Regions from separate parts of the Oryzias latipes genome. Here region 2 is linked to region 1. The links are chromatin contacts, called in public Hi-C maps. All regions are on one chromosome and are shown on one strand. The core of a region is the stretch at or near the end of the contact, and the rest is flanking DNA. Distances in the headings are between cores, read along the strand shown. Region 1 has its middle 5.1 kb from the start of LOC111947495. Region 2 holds the start of nuak1 (NUAK family SNF1-like kinase 1).

Evidence for each region. A called contact is a pair of places that touch in the nucleus more often than the background predicts.
Region 2: a contact with region 1 is called in a Hi-C map of embryo, with 3 times the contacts expected there. The contact joins the promoter of nuak1 here to the enhancer-like site in region 1. A contact is called at or near these places in 5 of 5 Hi-C or Micro-C datasets (embryo, fibroblasts and gastrula embryo).

What each region holds. Positions count from the first base shown.
Region 1 is chr6:12,270,641-12,276,625 of ASM223467v1, reverse strand. No RefSeq gene overlaps it. Among protein-coding and RNA genes, the nearest start is that of LOC111947495, 5.1 kb to the left of the region's middle. Within about 2 kb of position 2,990, at least 1 of the 8 cell types and tissues checked has an H3K27ac peak or open chromatin away from gene starts, as enhancers often do. A contact at or near this core is called in embryo, where this site is marked.
Region 2 is chr6:12,361,552-12,367,536 of ASM223467v1, reverse strand. It overlaps nuak1 (NUAK family SNF1-like kinase 1), which reads left to right and starts at 3,629. Exons shown (of 7, transcript XM_004069900.4): 1 at 3,629-4,746. The coding sequence starts at 4,480.

The DNA.
Region 1 (5,985 bases), core at 1,741-4,240:
CCTAACAAAAAATCTTATGATAAGATATCAAAATCTAAAAACAAAGATTTCATTCAAAAAGAGATAATTAGCCAAAAAATCTGTTAGAATTACTTCAAATTGTTGTTACAGCTCAATAAGTATTTTTCATGCTAATTTTTAAGTAAACAATTTGTTTTTTTGAGTTTTCATGCACATAATTAACACATTGTATAAAATAACTGTATAAATTAACACACAATTGTGTTAATTTATACAATTATGTTTATTAAAGCGACAAAACATTAGTGTAAAAAGTGGAAATTATCACATTTTGAACAAAATCTGAATAAAATGAGAATACCATCTTAGCACAAGTTGGCCCATCTTATAAAATTCTCCAAAACCAACACTAATTAACATAAATCTAAATTTTTGTTTTCAAAATAAGGAAAATAAGTGCCAGTCTAACAAGTAAACATTTATTCAACTATAAAATAACAACCTTAAAATTGAGTTTTTTGAGTCTTAAATCAAGTTTTTCAACTGCCAAGAGTACGAAGCTAAAGGATTTTGTCTTATTCTAATAATAATTTTCTTATTCGATTCTTGACTTTTGAGAAAAGCTTGGAAAGCTGTAGAGTAAAGAGAAGTTAAAACAACTGAAAACCTGGTAAAATATCTTAAATTTCTAAAAACAGGGTTTTAAATCTTTGCAATAATAAATAATTTGCAGTGTATCACAAATGATTTATTCAATATGTATTTAATACCAATTACATTAAAGCAAACATCTTCTTTCACAAGTGAAATTTAAAGAATGGAGCGTGAATTTTAGACTGTTTGAGTTCTGACTGTGAGATTTATAAAGAGTTGTAGACTAATGTAATGTGTTTTTAATGAAGAGTTTGACATGTGAAACAGATGAGCTGGGAATCAAAAGTGCCATATTGTACACAAAGTTGAGTTCAATTTATTTAAGGTATTATGTAATTTGATGGTCCCTGAAAGAATTATTTGTACAAGAGAAATGTAGGACCACATTGAAACAAAGAATTACATAAAGTCCAAACCTTGATTATCACTGCTTGAAGTGTTCATCTCAGAAACACGAGGGACCTACGCAGATTAGGTTGCAGGGGTATTGTGTGAAGAGTGTTTGGCTAAAGACTACCAACACTGCTTGTTGATGATATGATATTAACACCACTGCCAGATTATATCCTTGATGTTATATAACCTCTTGGAATTCCACCTCTCCCGTTAAACCTGGATTTAAAAAAAAGCCTTTGTCTCCAAATGCAGCTGAAAGTCGGAATTTGTCAGAGTTTTGCATCAACTCTAAACATGACCAAACTTAGGCTTGATGGTCTACAGCTGAGAAAAGAAAAATAAGTTGCCTGGCATTTCTGTTTGTGTAGACTGTGGCTTCCTCTTGAGGGGAACTATGGGTGGCAGAGGGAGGTGTAAGGATGTGGGGAGGACAGTGGTGGCTTGGCACATACAATTGTGGTTGAGCGTCGGTCCTTGTTGGCTGGCTAATGGAGAATCTCGTGCAATTTATCAAAGCACTGGAGTGTTTTTATGGAGTGAAAGTGAAGGAAGGAGAGAGTTATCATTACAGCTCCTGGAATAGCATAATTAGAGAGAAAAGCCTCTCTGTCTGTGTGTATCTCTGTGTGTAGGAGTGTTGTTTTTTTTTCTCTGTCTCTGGAGGCATAAAGCTGTATGCCGTACACGGTACAGTTTTGTCACACGTTTTTATTGCCATTACTTTGACTCCATACAAAGTGTGTATAAGGTATGTGCTAACGATATATGACAGAAACTATTTGGTTGTTACTTTTTCTACGTGTGTGTACACTTAAACCTACATTATGCACACCTGTGCAGCACTCAGCAGTTACACAGTCAGGAGCTGTAAGCCAGCAGGGGAGCATGTTAACAGATAACTCTGTCATGACTGACAGGAAGGGGGTGCGGGGTTCCTCCGCACCAACGGTCCCACCCACAATTCTTAGGTGAATTTCTAATAAACCAATGCTGCTCTGCAGAAACTGTGTCCTAGAAAACGATTCAGGTTTTGAATTTTTTCAAAAAATAGCATAATCGTAATTAAAAGACCTCTGAGAAGACTTGGAAAACAGATCAAAAAAATCTGTTTTCAGATTTAGTATTCACCCGGACCATGGTATAACTAGTATAGTTGTACCTTCCACGCCGTGCATTAATTTCTGATAATGCACTGCCATGATCTCTTACTTAATAACTCAACAGCAAACTGCAGATTTGTAAGAACCAAGAAAACACTGAGGAAAAGCTTAAAGGATGTTTTAGGTATGCGGAAACAAAAGCCATAGAGTAAACGTGTGATTACTCTTGCTGTTTGTGTGGAATATCTTCTAGACAAGCATGTATTTGGTTTGAAATCATGCCCATGTGTAAAAACCAGGACAATGTACAGTTCAGAGACAATGTGAAGTTAGGAGCAGTTAAAAACCCATCAAGGCTCCATTTAGGAAATAGGAAGTGAACGCTTACCATGATTGAATTGTAAATGACAAAATCATTTTCTGCTTGGAACAAAAGTGTAGCCAACTTATTCCCTTTGTGATTTAGTGCTCCATCGTTTATGCTAACAAAGAGCAGATTAAAGGCAAACAGCTGTGGGTGCACACTTCCGAGCCCACTTTAGCACACTGAGGACTAATTGCATGTGTATGTCCGTACACACTCCGCCATTCTCCTTCATCATCTTGACTTGATTAACAACCGCCTGTGTGTAACTGCAGTGCTGATGAAAGACAAGGAGCTGGATCTGTCACTTCTGCATGGGCATTACAATCATGGCAGTTTATACAACAGAGGAGCACTAAAGTTGGCCTTCATTAGTGGGATTAGAAGCCTAATCTAAAGTAATGTTCAAGTCTCTCATCCCAGACCTCAAACAGCCTCTCTCGAGAGGCCTGTCCCCCTGCACACCAACCATAACATCTCAAACTTCAGACGCTACCCCCATTTCTGAATGTTATCCCCTCTCTCATCGACCCGAATCGTAAAGGAAGGGGTTGCAGAGGGTAAAGGACCCCATGTGATGGTGCAGCTGTGGAATGATTTATTGCTGGGTTAGAAGAGAAAAGGACCTGCAAGCAACAAGTTGTGGTTTGATTATGGGCTCACCTGCCACCGAATTGTAGTATGCAGTTCATTATCTTGTTTACGGGACTCGTGGTTCCTTCCCAACCCCTTTTAGACAATCGTCTCTGTTAAGAGAAATCTAGACATACAAAAGTTTCTCTGCACTTTTGTTGTCATTAAACATCAATTGTTTTTTTTCTCTACAATTGCTTGATACAAACTTCATGTAGCACAGAAATAATGCTGTAAACCCTGTTCGGTAACCAAGCCAGTCTTTTAGTGCTTTCCTTCTTTTCCTGGGACAGGGGTAAGCCAAAGGCCAGCAATTGACCCCCCAACATGGGCCAACTGACACCATGCATTGTCAGATTTAAGTGGCCTGGATTAGAGGATCACATCTCATCTTGTTGTCAAACTCTTGCCAAATTCTACCTCACTAAACAATACCTTTGTGATAGATACAGAGGATGAGAGTAGGAAGCTGCTGTTAGCAGATGAAACAAAGAATGGAGTGACCCGTGGAGATGGAGTGCAGAGGCTTTTGTCCCATCTATAGTTTTTAAGGGGTTTGGCAAAATGGGGCAAAGTAAAAGGGAGGCAATAAATAACTTGTCACAATCTATGAACCAACCCTTAGAACAAAGAGATGAAGAGAATCGAACCCATCTGGGGTCTGGGGTGCCTAATTATAGGATACAAACCCAGGCTTGATCCACTTATGGTGGGCCTCCTTCAGCAGATGATCTCTCGATAAACGACCAAAACATTTTATGATGCATTTTATGATACATGACTCACAATGTATCCTTATGGAAGAGTCTCTTTTTAAGCAGCTCAGGTCTGTGCCCCCTTAGATCCATCAATAACTCCCACAAACACAGTTATATGCTTATTATGGGGTTTGACATGTCCAGGCTTTTTTCTGTGCCTGACTTTTCTTTCCTATCCTGCCTCAGCATCTGTGAAACATCTGTCCACGTAGAGTCCTTCAAGCACCTCTTCTTCTTTTGTCAATATCTGCTTGCCTCCTTTGCCTTGTCCTTGGGGTTTATTGCTGCTTTAGATGTCTTGTAAAGCACTCACTTATCTTATATTTATTCCGTTTCATGAAATGGGGTTGTGAAAGGATCCAAAATTCAGACAATCAAACACAAAAAAACTAGAACCAACCAAGTCTAGACAATAGGGGAGTTTAACAGAATGATCAAACAATGAGAAAACAAAACTTCTATAACTTAACTGAAGATGGTCAATTAACTAAAGAAGAGTAAGTGAATCAATGTAGTCGAACTAGTGTGAATTCTTAATTACCAACCTGTACTGGCAATGATGTCATAGAAAATACAAGAAACAAGCTAACAAAAAGGGAAAGCAGTATGATCTATATAAAATAAAACAAACAAAAAAACTAAACCAGAGCTGCACATTTAGAAAAATCAAAGTATAAAAATTTGGTTTCATAGATCATCTGTTTACAAGTTTTCAAAGAGTTTTGCATTTTTGTTTTTGTTTTATGGAAACATGAGTTTTCAGGCACCCACCAACACCAATTTCAGCGAAAATAATTTAGCTCATTTTTTTTAGTAAGTTCAGAACTGCAGAATCAGAAGGCGGGGAACTGAAAGAAAAGACAAACATTTATTTCAGTATTTTAGAGACATCAGTGTTGCAGGTCAGCAATGATCAGCACCGTTTTCTGGTTCTCAAGCTCTTGTGTGCCAGGTCAAGTCTGAGCTGAGCACACTACGGTACATCCTTAAAAAAAAAATAGCAAAAAAAAAATACTTTATTTCAAGTTTCCGTTCTCACTATACAACCAAAAGTGTCTGCCAAACAATCACTTACACACTGAGAATGTGCGTTCCAGTGACAACCGGACGTAGACTCCTTCCCTTGCAGTTGGTGACTTGGTTGGAGACCAGCAGCCGCAGCTGCTACAAGCTTAAGTATTAAAAACAGAATATCTCCTGCTAGAAAGAACCCAGAAAGAACTAAAACATTAGTAGCCATCTGCTATGCATGTAGTTGTCTGCATAAACTTCTCTGCTTATTGTGTTTTCTATGAATTATGGCAGGGCTTGTTTGAGCAGGAAAGAACACATGGTAAGTACCAAAAACTCACTTAAATTATTTTGTAACAACTAAATTGTTACTTTTATTCATTTTGTATTTTGATGTGTTTTATTTAGAGAAGGACATTTCCTCTCTCAAAGGAAGATGGGCCCAGTATTTATATCACAACAGCACTTGTTTTTTTCATGCATCTACAAATTGCTGATTGCCAAATATAAAACAAATACTTCCTAAATCAATCATAAATTTAGACTTAACATAAAAACTGGACTTGACTTCAGGGGGCCCAGAAGTCAAGCCCAGCCAGAGAACAGCCCTCCTGCTGTGCCAGTAGGCATTGTGCTGGACCCATGGGCGCGATGGAAGGGCAGTTCTCTTGCTTGGTTGGGGCTTGCATTTTCTGTGCCCCTGGCCCCCCCTGCTCTCTGGTGCTGGGGGCCCCTTTTGAGCAACATCTACACCTGACAGTAATGATGAAAAACCTCCAGCAACTTGTTGCTATCTGATTTTATGTCTTCCTACTTCTTAATCATCCCCCAACTTCTTCAATCACCCTTTTTCTCTTATTTCTTTTGTACCCCTACCCCCCATCTCTGACACCCACCTCTCTACTTTCCTTTTCACCTTTCCTTCCATTTCAATAAGAAATGTATACAAATATCATTAATATAAATAAAATGTAGCCTCAATTACAAAAGAGGTATAAGCAAATATACACCTCATGTGTAAGAAGATTCTTACCCCCTATTGTAGCAGTAAAATGGCCTTCAGTTTATATCTGTTTCCTCAGCTGCTGGACAAGAAAAGTTAAAACAA
Region 2 (5,985 bases), core at 2,380-4,879, 90 kb before region 1:
AAAAAGGAGCTATTTAAGCTAAAGTTACAAAAACAAATTAGGCTTATAGGCAATTTTTTATATTAAGCCAGGGGAGCAACAAGAGTCCTATGAGCCACAATCAAAAGATCCAAACTATGCTCAGACTTTTTTTTTGATAAAGAAAAAAAAACAAAGAAAATGTTATGTGGGGGAAATGTGTTTTACTTAAATAATTGGTCAAACTCATATATAAAAAAGGTGGTGAAATAGGCAAAAACAGAACAACAGACTAGACAGAAATATTTATGATGCGTTGAAGTTCCCTTTTTAAAGTTCTCTTTGTTGGGTCAAAAATGATAAAACATAGCAATTGAGGAAGCAAACAGGTGCCATTACTATATTAAAACACTTCTCAAATATATTTTGAATTGCAGATTAGTTAAAACACTGACACAAGTAGACATTTTTATATTTTTATTTGTTTTACATGCGTTGAGTTTTCTTGTTTTACAATTTGGTATTGTTGCACAGTGGCGCAGTGGTTAGCGCTCTTGCCTCACAGCAAGAAGGCCCCCGGCCCCCAACATCAATGGGGGACCTTTCTGTGTGGGTTCTCTCCGGGATCTCTGGCTTCCTCCCACCGTCCAAAAACATGCTTTATAGGTTAATTGGTTAACCTAAATTGTCCCTAGGTGTGAGAGTGAATGGGTGTGTGATTGAGGACATTCTACCCTGTGACAGACTGGCGACCTGTCCAGGGTGACCCCCTGCCTTTGCCCACAAGTGGCCGGGATAGGCTCCAGCAGCCCTTTGACCCTGAAAGGGACAAAACGGAATAGAAAATGAATGAATGAATGAATGAATATTACTGCACTTTGAAGTACGAAGTACTTTCACCACAAGGTGGCAGTATTGTCACACTCGGCAAACATGGCAGCCTCAGTCTCAACGAGAGTGCAAATGAGGCCAAGGGAGGAAACAGTCCAGATATTCATCTCAGTCAGTTGCTATAAATGGACACGCAAGTGTAATAGCTCTTTGACCTGAAATACCATGCAAAAGTATGTCAGTTTGTGCAAGAACGAAAAAAAAAAAACACATAACTTGTTTGATCTTGTTCAACGTCTGATCTGAGTGCAAACTTGTTTCCTCTAATTAGCAGCCACATCACAGTGGAAAACTGCAGCATGGGTCAAAGTAGAGTGGTCTGGTTGTTGAAAACAACATAGATCAGTATATTACATGGGATAGTCAAGATAGTGAAGTGAATTGAGTATTTTCTTACAATTGCTTTGTCAGTTTCTTTTCTCCACCCTTGCATACATTTTTCTGATTGATTGCCTTAATAAAGAGCAGAGGGAGGATGATGCTTGTCCCCACATATACTCACCTCTTCTGCATTTAGCTTTGTTCAAATAATGGTCAAGTGAATTTTTAAATCTGAAATCATCCTGTCAAAGATCTAGCTCAGATTAAAAAAAAAAGTTTTTAAACAAGGTATCACTTTAGACCATGTACTGATGGTTAATTCATTTTTTTCCTTGGAGGAAACTACATTTGTAGAAACATTATCTCCCTCTCCTTCAGTTTTGGAATTTATTAAATATCAAAAGTTATTTTGAGGTTTCTTTTTAATATTATATATTCAAAATGAATAGCATGTGATGTTGAGATCCAGACTGAGTTAAAAATAAACCAATGTTTTCCAATTTTATCGGAATCTAAAAACAGGGGTCACATAAATCATTTACAGGATATGTGTGATGTCTACTTCCAAACTTGTCACGTGCCTTCATCTTATTTAATTTCCCGTCATCCGATGTTACTACCTGCATGTTGGGGCTTTCATCTCAATCATCCCAATCTGAACTAGCTAAGGTAATTCCTTTTTGGTGAACCAATAAACTCCACATTCCTTATTTCACTATGTTTCGCAGAGGTTTGAACAAGCCAAGTGCAGGTATGCTGCCCCTCATTATGTGCAAGTACAGAGATGCCGACTCATAAAGGTTATTGTTAAGATTATAGCTTAGTTCACCTTTTTCAGTGCCATAAAAACTGCATCATAATGGTTAGCTTAAGAGGGGAAGCAAGAAAGGAAAAAAGGACAATACATTTATGTACCATATGGATTTTTGTCTTTTAATTTCTGACCGGATTCAAGGGCTGAATATATCTGAAGTTCAATGAGCTGCAATTACCGGCCACTTTAGTAGGCACACCTATCCAACTGCTCGTTAACACACATTTCTAATCAGCCAATCACATGGCAGCAACTCAGTGGATTTAGGCATGCAGACATGGTCAAGACAATCTGCTGCATTTCAAAGCAAGCATCAAAATGAGGAAGAAAGGTGATTGACGTGAACTTGTATGTGGCATGGTTGTTGGTGCCAGATGGGCTGGTCTAAGGATTTAAGTAACTGCTGATCTAGTGGGATTTTCACCCACAACAATCTCTAGGGTTTACAGAAAACGGTCCTGAAAAGAGAAAATATCCAGTGAGCAGCAGTTCTGTGGATAGAAATACTTTGATGATATCAAAAGAGAATGGCCAAACTGGTTCCAGCTGATAGAAAGTCAACAGTAACTCAAAGAACCACTTGTTTCAACCGAGGTCTAAGAAGAGCATTTCTGAACACACAACACATCCAACCTTGAGGCAGATGGGCTACATCAGCATGAAGACCACACTGGGTGTCATTCCTTTTGGTTAAAAACAGGAAACAGGTTCACCAAAACTGGACAATAGAAGATTGGAAAAACATTGTCTGGTCTGATGAGTCTCCATTTCTGCTGCCACATTCAGATGGTAGGGTCAGAATTTGGCATCAACCACATGAAAGCAGGGATCCATCCTCCCTTGTATCAATGGTTCAGGCTGCTGGTGGTGGTGTAATGGTATGGGGGATACTTTCTTGGCACACTTTGGGCCCTTTAGTACCAACTGAGCATGGTTACAACACCACAGCCTATCTGAGTATTGTTGCTGACCATGTCCATCCCTTTATGACCACAGTGAACCCAGTTTCTGATGCTGCTTCCAGCAGGATACAGCAAGATAGGGTGAACCAAACTCTGAGGAATGTTCCCATTACCTTGTTGAATATACTACCAAGGATTAAGACAGTTCTGAAGGCAAAAGGGGATCCAACCTGGTATTGAGAGGTGTACCTAATAACGTCACATGTGAGGAGAGTAATTTCTATCAAATAAATGAGGAATTTGGGTTTAAAGTGTGTTTTCTTGGGTCCTGTGATTGGGATTCGTCCATCCTCCCTTTGCATTTGTTGTTCTATTTTGAAATAGATTATGTTCCTTTGACAATACATTTTACTATGAAAGGAGGAATGGACTGAGACGTGTTTTGAACAGAGAAATCTGATTACAGGCAAAGGAAATCTGATCCTGAAGTGAGTATAGGGGCCCTAAACGAAAGACATCTTTAGAGCACGAAGCAACACAATATACAGCCTTTCTCCATACATGCTGGAACAATGGATGTTTTTTTCCTTTAAAGAAAATATAGGACAAAAGAGTGAATGAGAGGAGTGGAAGGTGGGGACACCCCTGCCCACATTGCGGCTGGTTACGCCCCTGGAGCTTGTAGGTGAGGGGATGAGAGCACAAAGAGAGGCAGGAGGAAGGACGGGGAAGGAGGAGGAGGAGGAGGACTGCCTTAACTCCGCCTCTGCTCGCAGATCATCTCCTTCTCCTCAGCCCCCCAATGCCGAGGACAGAGAGAGAGACAGGGAAGGAGGAGAAGCACCAGGAGGGCACCCGAGCGAGAAGAAGCGAAGCGACCATGGCCACATCCACAGCGTCCCAGCACAGCACAGAGTCCCACCGCCGCGCACCTCTGCTCCCGTCCGCCGCCCCGCGGAGCCCGCAGACTCACCGCCGGATGACTGCCGGCGATGAATGAGGTGCAGCACCTGGGCCGTGGACAAAATGCGGGTCATCTTCATCCAGAACGCCGGTTTCGTCGCAGCTTTCTCGCCTTTCTCGTGATGTTGGCCGCGTGCAGGATGACAGATGATGCGATCATGCGTTCACCCACGCGCTCGTGGGGGATCAGATTGTTTTAATGGGATAGAGAGCGAAGGGTTATTATAGCCAATACATTACATCCGAAAGCGTGTTCAGCTTCCGGCATGCAGCCTGCTGCCGAAATCTGAACACGGATTATTAGATTATGCTTTATCAATCAGTAGATTATGTTTGAATCGATCATTTTAGACCGATTTTGCCTCTTTGAGTCAATTAGTGCAGGTAATATAATAACATAGGTGAGATAAAACATGCATTTTAAAAGCGATGGAAATAACTTTTTTTTAACGAAGGCAATCTAGAAATGTTAGATTCCACGCATAAAAACATCGCTAGTGGTATTTTTTGTTATTTATTTATTTATTGTTGTTAATTTTAGGCCTTTAAGTGTTATCGTATCAGTGTTTTTAAGTAGGTAGAATCAAAGTATTTATCAGTGGAAGGGCTGTCAGGGGCGTTTAGACTGAAATGGAGGCTGCGTATTCGAAGCTTCACCGGGGGGCCACCAGCCCAGAGTCTCAGGGGGGCCCGGCAGGCGCAGCGGCCAAGCCACCTCCACCTGCCGGCGGCTCACCTGAGGAGACCCCGGCAAGCGGCGATGGACACAGGAGCTTAGGCGTGAAGAAACACCACCACAAGCACAATCTGAAACACCGCTACGAGCTGCTGGAGACGCTGGGGAGAGGCACGTACGGCAAAGTCAAGAAGGCCATCGAGCGGCACTCCGGCAGAGAGGTGAGCCACTTTCAGAGGGGCTGTAAATATCCGTCTGTCCTTTTAGTGCGCCCCAGACGCATATCACATGCATGCTTTTAGTAGAAGCTGCAGCTCTGTGAAGTCTGGCCCCACTGGGGATTCCCCCAGTGCTTTCAAACAGACCCACGGGGCCAGCAGAGTTGCGCTGCACACGCCTCGTCCCGTGCAAAAACTCACAACCGGATGCTGGAATGCAAACCCAGCTACTGAGCGGCTGACTGACGCACCTCCTGTGAAGGTTGCAGGCTAAATACAAAAAAAAGTAAAACAATGTTCATTTGGATGTGCACTAAAATGCATTAAAAAGCCTTTGACCAGACTCACCAAATGTTTAGTGATCTTGAACTGTGACAGTTTGTGAAAGCATTTCGATATTTGACGTATTGACACGTCAAATGCCACTCCAATGAGAATCGTGTTTTTAACCCGTTCTTGTAGCATTTTTCCCTTAATGAAGGACATATAAAGTATTTTCAGCTTAAAATTATGTTTTCGAGTATGTCTTTATTCAAATTGTTGTGAATAAGGTGAAGATGAAAGAGAAAACTACATTTAAAAAAACAAATGGCCTTAAAACGCCCTAATCATTATTCAAAGACCAATTGGAATGCCTCAACAATGGATCCAAAGATGATTCAATTGGGACTTTAAGAAGCAGACACAGTTTTTTTTAAGAAATGAATTAGTAATATGTCAATTAAATATGAATATATGCTTCCTTCCAGTTCTTAGTATTCAGTCTTTCCTGCCTTGAAAAAGTCTGAGCATTTTCTGTTTCTTATTTGATGTGGTACACCGTGTCTGTCAGAGTAAGCCCTCCTTCTCCTGCTTTAATGTCCTTATAGGTCTGTACATCTCCCCAAATATTTCCACATGTGGCAAAATATGACCCTTGCACTCACTCTGGCAGGGCATGTGGAACTTTCCATGAATCTCAGTTCAGGTTATTTCCCTGTGTGCTTTCCTATAGCTCCTCCTGGGAAATAAATGCTTAATATAGGTATGTTGAAGGGTGGGGTGGCTAGCTCTTGTTCCCTTCTGACCTGTCCCACTTGCAAATTATTCTGCTGTTGAGATTCAAACTATAAGTCTGATAAATTATGGTTTACTTGGTTTTCAAGAGTGGATGACTTTGGAAAGTTCTTGGAAAACTTTTTTTGCAGGAATGTACGAAATAACACAACATCACTAATTGTGCAGTGTTAAACTGAACACAAG